Regions from separate parts of the Mustela erminea genome. Here region 1 is linked to region 2. Evidence: chromatin contacts called from public Hi-C data. All regions are on one chromosome and are shown on one strand. The core of a region is the stretch at or near the end of the contact, and the rest is flanking DNA. Distances in the headings are between cores, read along the strand shown. Region 1 holds the start of FLCN (folliculin). Region 2 holds the start of DHRS7B (dehydrogenase/reductase SDR family member 7B).

What was found. A called contact is a pair of places that touch in the nucleus more often than the background predicts.
Region 1: a contact with region 2 is called in a Hi-C map of spleen, with 5 times the contacts expected there. The contact joins the promoter of FLCN here to the promoter of DHRS7B in region 2. A contact is called at or near these places in 2 of 3 Hi-C or Micro-C datasets (skeletal muscle and spleen).

The regions. Positions count from the first base shown.
Region 1 is chr18:12,398,419-12,403,832 of mMusErm1.Pri, forward strand. It overlaps FLCN (folliculin), which reads right to left and starts at 1,775. Exons shown (of 12, transcript XM_032321101.1): 1 at 1,678-1,775.
Region 2 is chr18:11,968,205-11,973,689 of mMusErm1.Pri, forward strand. It overlaps DHRS7B (dehydrogenase/reductase SDR family member 7B), which reads right to left and starts at 3,905. Exons shown (of 7, transcript XM_032320659.1): 1 at 3,828-3,905. The coding sequence starts at 3,847.

The DNA.
Region 1 (5,414 bases), core at 525-3,024, 430 kb after region 2:
CCTGCATCTATTTCATTCTCACTTCCTGTGTGGTCTTCTCATAGGACCATGGAGGTTCAAAGAGTACTTTGCCAATAAACACAGCATCACAACGGCTCTTAGCCAGCAACGAGCCCCAGAATTCCCTGCTGCTTCATTACCTAGTCTTCTTCAGGAGAGTCTCATTAGGTCAGCAGCTGGATCCCAGCAAGTCCAAGGTAAAACGTTCCACAGGGGATGACTTCCAACTCAAACCCATTCACACCGCGGTGGCTCCAATATTTCTACCAGCTTCACCTGGATTTCTGTTCACGAAGTTCCCTGATGACACGTGAAGGGCAAACACAGTCACGTACCACTATTTCTCAATCTCTTCATAACAACGTTGACAATCCAATGCCGGGAGCACTTTCCCTGCTGTGCCAGGGAGTCCCTACTGCCACTCTGGCTCGTCACCATGGGTGGTGCCAGCTGTCCAGGGGCTGGAGAAGCAGCACCTCTTTTCAGCAAACTCCTTCCTCCTACTTCTCTGCCTCCAGTGGCTGCTGCTGATCACCTGGAACCTCAACCCACAATGCGCCAGTCTTTGGGTAAATACTTTCCTCCAGGTGATAAGGTTGTGTCCAAAGAGATCCGCAAACTGGAGAAATGTGGTCTCCTATTCGCGATGGAGAGCACTGATCTGGGCCTATCACTTCATCAGAGTGCCAGCCTCAGAACACCAGCCTGGGAGAAAAGAAGTCCTGACACACACCCTCTTCCCTAAACCAGAGGCAAGGCAAAACCTGGGTTGGGGGGAAGGCGGAGGGTTCAGTCTCCTGGTAACATTAAAGGGGAAGGAATCGGGGCACCTGGGTGGCTCAGTGGGTTAAAGCCTCTGCCTTTGGCTCAGGTCATGACCCCAGAGTCCTGGGATCGAGCCCCACATCGGGCTCTCTGCTTAGCGGGGAGCCTGCTTCCTCCTCTCTCTCTGCCTGCCTCTCTGCCTACTTGTGATCTGTCAAATAAACAAAAATCTTCAAAAAAAAAAAAAAATGGTGGGGAGGGGAACGAATCAACGACGCTGACGGGGTCTGAACCCAGGTCACGTTCCTCATCCCTTTACCGTCCGTGGATCTGCCCCCCACCCTACATCTCAGGTTCTTAGCCACCCCCTTCGACTCTGGTCCCAAAGCACCCTGGTCGCCAACACCGCACACCAGCTCGAAGAGCGGTGGTGCCCCAAAGCTACCCCGAAGGCTGTCAGGCTTAATCCAAGGCCCTTAGGCCCGAACCATTCCCCTTCATCGGCCCCGGCGACTCCCGCCCGCCGCCACGACCCGTCCCTTCCAAAACCCTCCTCCCGGAAGCCAGGCTCTCCTCACCCTCCACGAAGCCGCTTCACAGCCCGGGTTCGAACGACCTGGACAAGCCAGGTGGCCGCTCCGGGGACTCGCTCCCACACGGGCACTACCCAACCCCCCGGACGCGGCAGAGCCGAATTCCCACCTGCGGGGAGAGCTCAGAGCCCGGCTCCAGCGCTCCGGCCGCGGCGCACCTGACAGCGTCTTCCTCACAGGACTCGCCAAGCGTGTCCTCCTCGAGCCTGTCGTTCCCCGGGCGCCCAGCCCCGCCGGGACGCCAGCCTGGCCCCGCGAGCCTCCCACACCTCCCGTCCGCCCGGGAAGTCTCAGCTTAGGTCCCGACCGCCTCACTCACCCGGGACCGCCTCGGCGCGGAGCCCGAGGCGCGTGACTCGGCCGGGACGTACCATCCGCCCACCCCACGGGGGGGCCCACGGGCTGGCCAGGCGCGGATCTGCACCGCAAAGCGAGGGGAGGCCTTGTCCAGCCCGCACACCTAAGAAGACCACGAGAGCCGGACAACTCCGAACTCTGGCGGGGAACCTGAAGCGGCTGCCCGACACCGGCCTCTTCCGCCGCCCGATTTCCGCGCCTCCACCCACCGAGAAGTACGGAATGGTTCCAGCCGCACCGGCCGGGCTAGTGGAGGAAACCATTTCAAGGCGCGGGGGGGGGGGAATACTTAAAATTAAAAAAACATTTCAAAAAGAGATTTGAGGGAAAATGTAGTCAGCCTAGTACACGAGGTCCACATCGATTAGGAAAAGAAACATAATGTCTCGACTTTATAGAGAGCGGGGCAACAGCTTGTGGTTTCACCTTTGGCTTTCATTAAATTGCCTATGAAACCCGTCTTCTGTGGGACGTGCGGGCAGGTGGCCGGGAGGGGCCGTCACGTGACGTGAGGCTACCGGGCAACGCGGTTGGGAAGCTAGGTGGGTAACTCGGGTTGTGGGGGGCCGGCTGACTGCGCATGTGCGTGGCACACGCCTACCCGAACAATAATCCGTCCGAGGTTTTTAAAACTATGAGTCAGTTATTAAGTAATACATATTTTTTAACACCTGGGCGCCTGTTAGTCAGCCTGTCCACTTAAAGATTAATTTTGAAGCCCTCAGTGCATGCATGATGTGATGTGGGCCCTCTGAGGGAAGAGCTAGAGGGACTTGAATCGCACTCCGGACGGCAGGAAATTCCTTTGAGTTGCGAGACGGTGCTGCCACCTTGTGTCGGGTCGGATCAAAGACCGCCGACCTCCGCTCTGGGCGCCTGTCCGCGGAGTCCTGGTGCTTGTGGCTCCCGCAGGCGGTGTCCAGAGGTGGTTGTCGTCGAGTGTTGGGGAAATAAGCCCCCACCTTTAGGAAGTAGAAGTAGCCGGTTGTTATGTTTTGTTTTGTTTTGTTTTTTAATCACCGCGGTCACTTCTTTCTTTGAATTTCCGCGTTACACTGAAGAGAGGAAACAATGAAATTGCAATTTGCTTTCTGTCTTCCTTTAGTGGTGTGATAAAAGATTAAGGAGTGTGGGAGTTAGGCGGCTAGTCGTTGTCTTTATATGTTTAGTCTTACCAATCCAATTTCTCGTGATATTGGACAGCACAGACTTAATATTGGCTTGTAAGTCGCAAGATAATTTTTGAACCAAACAAAGAAAACCCGCAAGGATATACTGATTTGGAATTCTGTTTTTTATTTTTGCCGTCAACAGTTCAGATACTTGAATTTTATTGGGTTTGCAAAAATTCTTGGAAAGCCTTAGCGGAAAGGTGCAAAAACTGTTTGCAGCCTTCTGGTGTGGCTGGGCCTTTACAATTTCTAAGAGAAAACATCATTTCAACATTTGTCAGAGTGGACAGGATTCACCTTGAAAATGGCCACAGCAGCAATGCTAAATACAAATCTGCTTTGGTGTTTTAATTTAATACTAGTTGCTTGTTAAATATTAAATACCAAGTGCTTCCTTTCCATCTAATAATAAACTTTACCACGTCATTATGGATTCACACTTGTTAAATGCCTTTTACAATTAGCAGAAGTTCTCTGCTCTCAACTTTTGATTTTAGGAAAGGGTAGGATTTTTCTTTGTTTACCACCGTTATTTCAACTGCCTATAAAAGCTACCACTGATTTTTCCTTTTCACAATAATTGATTTACACAGACATTAACCCATTCATTTATTTTCTCCAGGCCTTTTGCAATTGCTCAGACTTGTGTACAAATAATGTTTTCTTCTACAAATTGGTTACCATTTCAAGTCGCACCCCAGAAACTTAGAATGCAGAAAGCCCAAACTGCATCTTTGAAAAGCAAGCAGGGGGTAGAGAATTAGAATACAACGGACCCTTCACATAACTTGAGGAGGGAACTTGAATGAACACCAACATTTCAGCTCCTAAAAACCCAGGACTTAGGTTTCCCCCTCTCCCAAACTGTTTCTTAGAAAAGTATTTGTCCCTGATTAGATTACAAGGCACTTCTCTGTTATTAAGGCACCTTTTACAGTACTATTCTATCACCTACTTTTGTTTGGGGTTTTAATTTGCTAAAAAAAAGGAGGTGCCATCCATACAAGCAGAAAAATCCCACTGCTTTATTGCCCATTGGTACCATTTTGAGGCTCAGAAAACATCTGCCACCATTTTAAAAACATGCAACCAGGTGTTTCTTTAAATAATACCTTGTGCTAGTATATCCCAAATTGGAGCTAATGCAGATTAAGCATACACATTTAAGAAATTCTATACTAAAAGTTAAAACTCGTCCCTTTAGGTGATTTACTTGGTACCAGTAGAAATAGAAGCATAAATAAATACCTAAAGCAAATACCGACATCTAAGGGCAATTGTTCTCATTAAGCCAGAGTATTAACATTTGATATGACCACGAAAAGACGGACTTGAGGAAAGTCCGCAGAAACCTGGTAGGTCTGCTAATAAACACCAACCCAAGGCTACATCCCTGCCTTACTTCCCTGGGTGCAAACTCACCATCTTCTGGTGCCATCAAAACACAACAGGTATTCCTAAGCAAACCTTTTCACAAAATAATTGGCTGCTGAGAATTAACTCAGAGAAACAGCTAAGGGTATCTTAACTATTCTTGCAAACAGTTTCAGCAAGCTGACTACTCAGCAAACAGATTTCGGTTAACTCCAAAAACAAAACACAGGCATAGCCAGGTCACATGTTTTCCAGAGGCAGCCTGTGTGAAGTCTTCTCTTAGTAACAAATGAGGCCACTCATCTCCTTGATTCAAGATTTTCAGAAGTTACTCCTGTCAAGAGAAACCACTCCCTAGTTTAACAGAAATAATTTAATAGATGCCTTAACCAGGTGTTGGAGAAGCGGGGAAAACATCTCACTGAGGTAGACACTGCAGAAAGTAGATCCCACCTGTAGGGTTTGCGGGTCAGGGGGAAGAGGTTGGCATTAACAGCATTTAGAAGGCTGGAGGTGCCCAGCAGAGCTGGGTCCCCAAGCTACATGGGCAGGTGAGGGAGGCGTGCTTTCTGAGGTCAGCATCTCTCAGTGGGTATGCGGAGCCTAATTCTAGGAGCACAGGAAACACAACAGGGGCCTCACTGTTGCACCGAACCAGGGGCAAAGAGCTGCTGCTGGGGTTTTACTCTTCAACGGGAAGCAAACAGCGGGGAGCCCATGCTTTTTTCTTCCCTAGCCTTCCATTCTGCCTCTTGCTGGCAATAGAAACGTGGTGTGCAGAGGTCTTGCCCCAGAATCAGACAATTTGTTAAGGTGGGTATGAAGCTAAGAGCAGCACTAAGGAGGGGCAAGGATGTGTGGTTCACAGATGGCGGGGTTTTAATGAATTATTTTAGGAAAAAATGAACCATGACCACTTCATTAGAATCCCACAAGAGAATTATTCTTAAAGTCGTCATGACTCATAACTACTAGGATTCTCAAACACATTTTAGGTGATTTTAATTTAGATCCAGGTAAATTAGAAAGTTGTCCAATTTATTTTTTAAAAAGTCTGTAATTCACTAGGCTGATAAAAAGAAAATTTCCTGAAATATTTTTCCTTTCCTAACTATAGATCCACATAAATGTAAGCGGGAATGACGTGGCCCAC
Region 2 (5,485 bases), core at 2,655-5,154:
GTGTGTGTATATACCTACACATATGATATATTCCCTGTGTATATATATATATGATACATGTTTATTGTATAATGTGTATATTGCATACATATATTGTATGATAAGTAAATGTATATTGTATAGTATGCTTATTATATATATTGTGTATATGTGTGTATATATACATCTATGTACATACTTGTAATTCAGCCATAAATAAGAATGAAATCTTGCCATTTGCAACAACATGGATGGAGCTAAAGAATATAACGCCAAACAAATTAAGTCAGAGAAAGACAAATACCATGTGTTCACTCATGCCTAATTTAAGAAACAAAACAAATGAACAAAGGAAAAAAAAAGACAAACCAAAAAACAGTCGTAACTATAGAGAACAAACTGATGGTTACCAGAGGGAGGTGGGTGGGGGGATGGGTGAAATAGGTGAAGGGGATTAAGAAAACACTTAATCTTTTTTTTTTAATTAACATATAATGTATTATTAGCCCCAGGGGTCTGTGAATCATCAGGCTTACACACTTCCCAGTACTCACCATAGCACATGCCCTCCCCAATGTCCATAACCCAACCACCCTCTCCCTACCCCACTCCCCCCGGCAACCCTGTTTGTTTTGTGAGATTAAGAGTCTTTTATAGTTTGTCTCCCTCCCAATGCCATCTTGTTTCATTTTTTCCCTTCCCTACTCCCAAACCCCCAACTTTGCCTCTCAAATTCCTCATTATCAAGGAGATCATATGATAATTGTACTTCTCTGATTGACTTACTTCACTCAGCATAATACCCTCTAGTTCCATCCACATCATTGCAAATGGCAAGATTTCATTTCTTTTGATGGCTGCACAGTATTCCATTGTGCGTATACATATATAAAAATACATATATGTACATATATAATACTAAATATATATGGTATTCCATAGTATTCCATTGTGTGTGTATATATATATATACACACACACACACATACATACATACCACATCATCTTTATCCACTCATCTGTTGATGGACATCTAGGAAGAGAACACTTCATCTTTTTTTTATTTTAAAGATTTTATTTATTTATTTGACAGACAGAGATCACAAGTAGGCAGAGAGGCAGGTTGAGAGAGGAAGGGAAGCAGGCTCCCTGCTAAGCAGAGAGCCCAATTCGGGGATCAATCCCAGGACCCTGGGATCATGACTTGAGCTAAGGCAGAGGCTTTAACCCACTGAGCCACCCAGATACCCCAAGAACACTTAATCTTGATGAGCACTGAGTAATATACGGAATTTCTAAATCACTATATTGTACACATGAAGCTAATATAACACTGTGTTAACTACACTGGAATTAAAATATTAAAAAATAAAAAAAATTTAAATAAAAATTAAAACAACCTTCAAAAAGATGTTTATAAAGCCAAGACTCTTTCTGGATGTGAACTGATCATGCATTTATGTGGCTTGCACACTCTTGTATACAGTGTCGGGTTCTTAAAAAGCAAAGTACATCATCAACCCATTAGGGCAGGGCAGCAGGGTTCCAAACCTGCACTTCAAAACCTAGAGAACCTCAGTCCAGCTGTGCTGACCTTGGCCCAGGATATGCAGATAAAACAACAGGCTTTTGCCTTTAAGTGCCCTTCCCTCCCAGCAGGAGACTCCAAGACTTAATGAGAAAATTTCCCTTCATTTCAGAGTTCTCCAGCATCTAAGGATAACCTTTCTCTCCCTTCTGGTATATTCTACATTCCCCAAGATAATCCCCTTTAAAATTGTTTCTGTTCTCTCTTAGATTCTCCAAATTTAGACACATCATTCAACCTCTCTGAGCCTCAATTTCTTCATCTGTAAAAAATGGAACTAAAAAAGTACTTCTCCGGGCACATGGGTGGCTCAGTCAGTTAAGCATCTGACTCTTGATTTTGGCTCAGATCATGATCTCAGGGTTGAGGAATAGAGAGCCCTGTGTCACACTCAGGCAGGAGTCTGCTGAATATTCTCCTTCTCACTTTCCCTCTGTTCCACCCCTCCCCAGGGGTGTCTGAAACAAATAAGTAAATCCTTAAAAAATAATTAGGATAAGATAGTACTTCCGTCTTGGGCAAATGGCTCAGTATATGCCATAAAATTAAAACATGGTAACTACTATTTTAGTGTTTGTACCAGATCCCTAATCAATCTACAATCCAGGAAAAAATTTACAACAAAGATCCTTTCCAATGATATAAATTTATGTTTTGTTTTGTCTTCTCCAAAGTCTGTGTTTTCTACAATAAAAGAAACCCTCCATGCAGGGATAAAAGGAATGATCCTAAAGAAGCTTCAAATGTCGTAAAGAAAAATAATAGAACAAATTAGGTGGTCTTCTCTGTCTCCTGAAAAAGATCAATTCAGCAAAACATAATTTATGCATACACATCTTTATGCCTCCTTTTAAAGCGAGCCCTATTGGGACTACATAAACCACCATCAGCTGTTAATCTGGAATCTTCACCACACTGTCTTTGGGGATAACAGAAGGTCAGCCTAGAAAATCCCAGCGAGAAGAAGCACTCAGCCTTACTGGTCACTCCTGACCAAGGCCCAGTCATGACCCTACTTCTTCCTCCCATCTCGGCTCCTTCCCATCCTAAGCCTCAGGAGAAATAAAAAGCATCATTACCTTAGGAAAAAGTTGAGAGACTTCTGTGTGTTCTAAAAGCCCGCCTCCCCCACATATTTGTTGTGTGTAATCTCAGCTTTTGTAACTCCGCTGAAAGTATGTAATACCACTCACTTTACTCTTTGGTGGTGAAGAGTAAGAAAAGTTTCTACAAGAGACAAGAGTCATAAGTTAGTTCCCCTCCCTACCCTTCTGAAGAATTAGATCATTTTTACTACTTGTATCTCTGGATCACCACGCTAAGGATCCCTTGTTCCACCTGCCTCTCCCCTAGAAAGCCCCACCTCCATACCGGTAGGAAGACGCGAAAAGCACTTCCTGGCAATTCCACTACAAGAATCAAGTATTAGCTCACTAAACATAGGTGTCTATGGCGCCCAGAAGTAACTTCCTAACTCGCAGATCACTATACCAAGGGAAATTAAAAGAGAGTTCTATGGGTACCACTTATTTCCTAACTACTGTGTGGCAAAACACTAGGCGGGGTGCATTCTACTGGCAATCTCATTGACGTTTCACAACCACCTCACGAATATGGGCGCCTTATTCCCCAAATTACTGCCGAGTACCCAGGCGCCAAGAATTTAAGACATTTGCCCAAAGCCGCACAGGCAGAAAGCGGCGGAGCAAGGACTAGGGGAGTAAGAGATCTGAAACAAGCCCTTCCCGCGGGGGCTCCACAGTCAACCCTCTCCGCTGCCGTGTGACAAACGGGATCTCCTTTGCTAATCCTAGGTCTCTAACGCCAGGCTCCCGCGCCACCAGCCTCTAGCGCTCGAGCGTGGGTCACGCCCGCCCCCGCGGGGCTTCACGTCGATGGGTGCGGAATCGGGGAAAGGGACAGGCCCTAGCCTGTGCGGGTCCGCCGTCTCATTTCAGGCCCTCCCCGCCGCACACACCATCACCGGGACCTCAGCGAACGCGTCGGCCGCCCCAAGAGAAAGCGCCAGAGGCAAGGCTCGAGTGTAAGCGCGAGAGTGGAGTCTTTCCTCAGAGCTGCGGGGAGCGGCGGTCGGCAGAGGCCGGCTCGGGGTCCGCGGTCTCTGCTCGGCCTCGACACCCTCTTGCCTCCCTTTGCCGGGGCCGGGAAGGCACTCGAGTCGGGATACACCCGCGCGCCTCAGTTCCGGGACGGTCCCTCCGCCCCTCGCCACCGAGGTCGCTTCCTCCCCAACCCCTACCTGGTGGCCTCCGCGACCATGGTCAATCAACTTTATCCTCCCGCCTCGGAAGTGACGCGAGACTTCGCTCGCCCCGCCCGCGAGGCTCCCTCCAATCCCGGCCTTTAGACTGCGCGTGCGTGTCGGGCGTGCGTTCCTCGAGGTGCCGGAAGGAGGCGCTGCACCCCGACGTCTGAAAGGCGAACTCCTACCTAAGTGCCTTTCTTCCATCTTTAGGAGGGAAATTCAGAAGGAGGCCCGTTTGGGTTTCGTGCACTCTCTAGGTGGCTTGTTGGGGTGAGGGGGAGTGGTCGGTACACTGGAGAATGTTTGGACTTACTATAAATCGACAGGAATATATAAGATCAGTGGAAAAGAAGAGGCTAGAAACAACCCACAGGCATGTAGTCATGTTTTCCCCCACAAAGGAGCCACCATAAAGCAATAGGAAAGTTATTTTCAGTAAATAGAGCTAAATCAATTGAATGCCGATATGGGGTGGGGGTGGGTAATGAGCCTCGACTCCTACCTCATACAAAAAATCAATTCAAAAGTAGAACTAAATGTGAAACGTACAGCTCTAGAAAATAACACCACAGTATTGTGACCAGGACACGGAAAGTAGCAGCCCTAAAGACAAATGTTGATAAATTGGGCGTCCTTAAATTTAAGACATGGAAAGACAGAAGAGAGTACCAGGCAAGGAATAGAGCCGAATAGATATATGCAATACATACATCTGGAAATGATTTTTATTCAGGATATATAAGATCTCTTGCAAGTAAATTTTTTAAAAAGATCTGAAGTGGTTGAAGGGGAACCACGGCAAGAAGATATTGAAAGAGTAACTGAGGAGAATTCTCTTAGTTCAAAATTCAAGAGATGCCAAAAGGGAGTAAGTTGAAAAATCTCCCTTTCTGTTCTCCAGGTACCCAGTTCTCTTCCCGGTAGATAACAATGCTACTAGCTATGCTTGTCTTTCCAGAGCCATCTTATGCATAATCCAGCAATTCTGTGTACATTCAGCTTTCTCCCCATTGTCCCTTGTTTTACCAACAGGAAACTGTAACACTGCTCTGTACGTAGCTTTTATTCACTTTAGTCATTTAATAGTTCATGGAAATCCTCACAAGTACTCACAAAATCTAGAAACAGGAAATTGTATTTCTAACTAAATGTTAGTTATCTTTTCAAATAATATGTTTAACATGTTTTCCTTAGACATTTTCACAGGAGTTTGTATACCCTCCTTCCACTGTTCTGGAAACTACAGACTTTTTTTTTTTTTTTTTTTAAAGATTTCATTTATTTTGAGAGAGAGCAGCAGCGGGGCAGAGAGAATGGGACAAGCTGACTCCCCACTGAGCCAGAAGCCTGATGCGGGACTCAATCCCAGGACCCTGACATCATGACCCAAGCTGAAGACAGACATGTAACCAACTGAGCCACCCAGGCATCCTGAAACTCTAGACTCCTGCTTGCTAGTTCCCAAAGTGGCACTATCCCACTAGCAAACCCAATATGATCCTGAGTCCTTACTGCAAGACTGAGCCAGTTTCCTAGGGTTAATTTTCTAAGCCTATCATCACTTTAGCCAACATAAGCTTCAGTCCTACTTGGAGTCATTCTGTAAGCAAGAATAAATTCCAATGTTTTTATAAGCAATTTGAATTGGATCT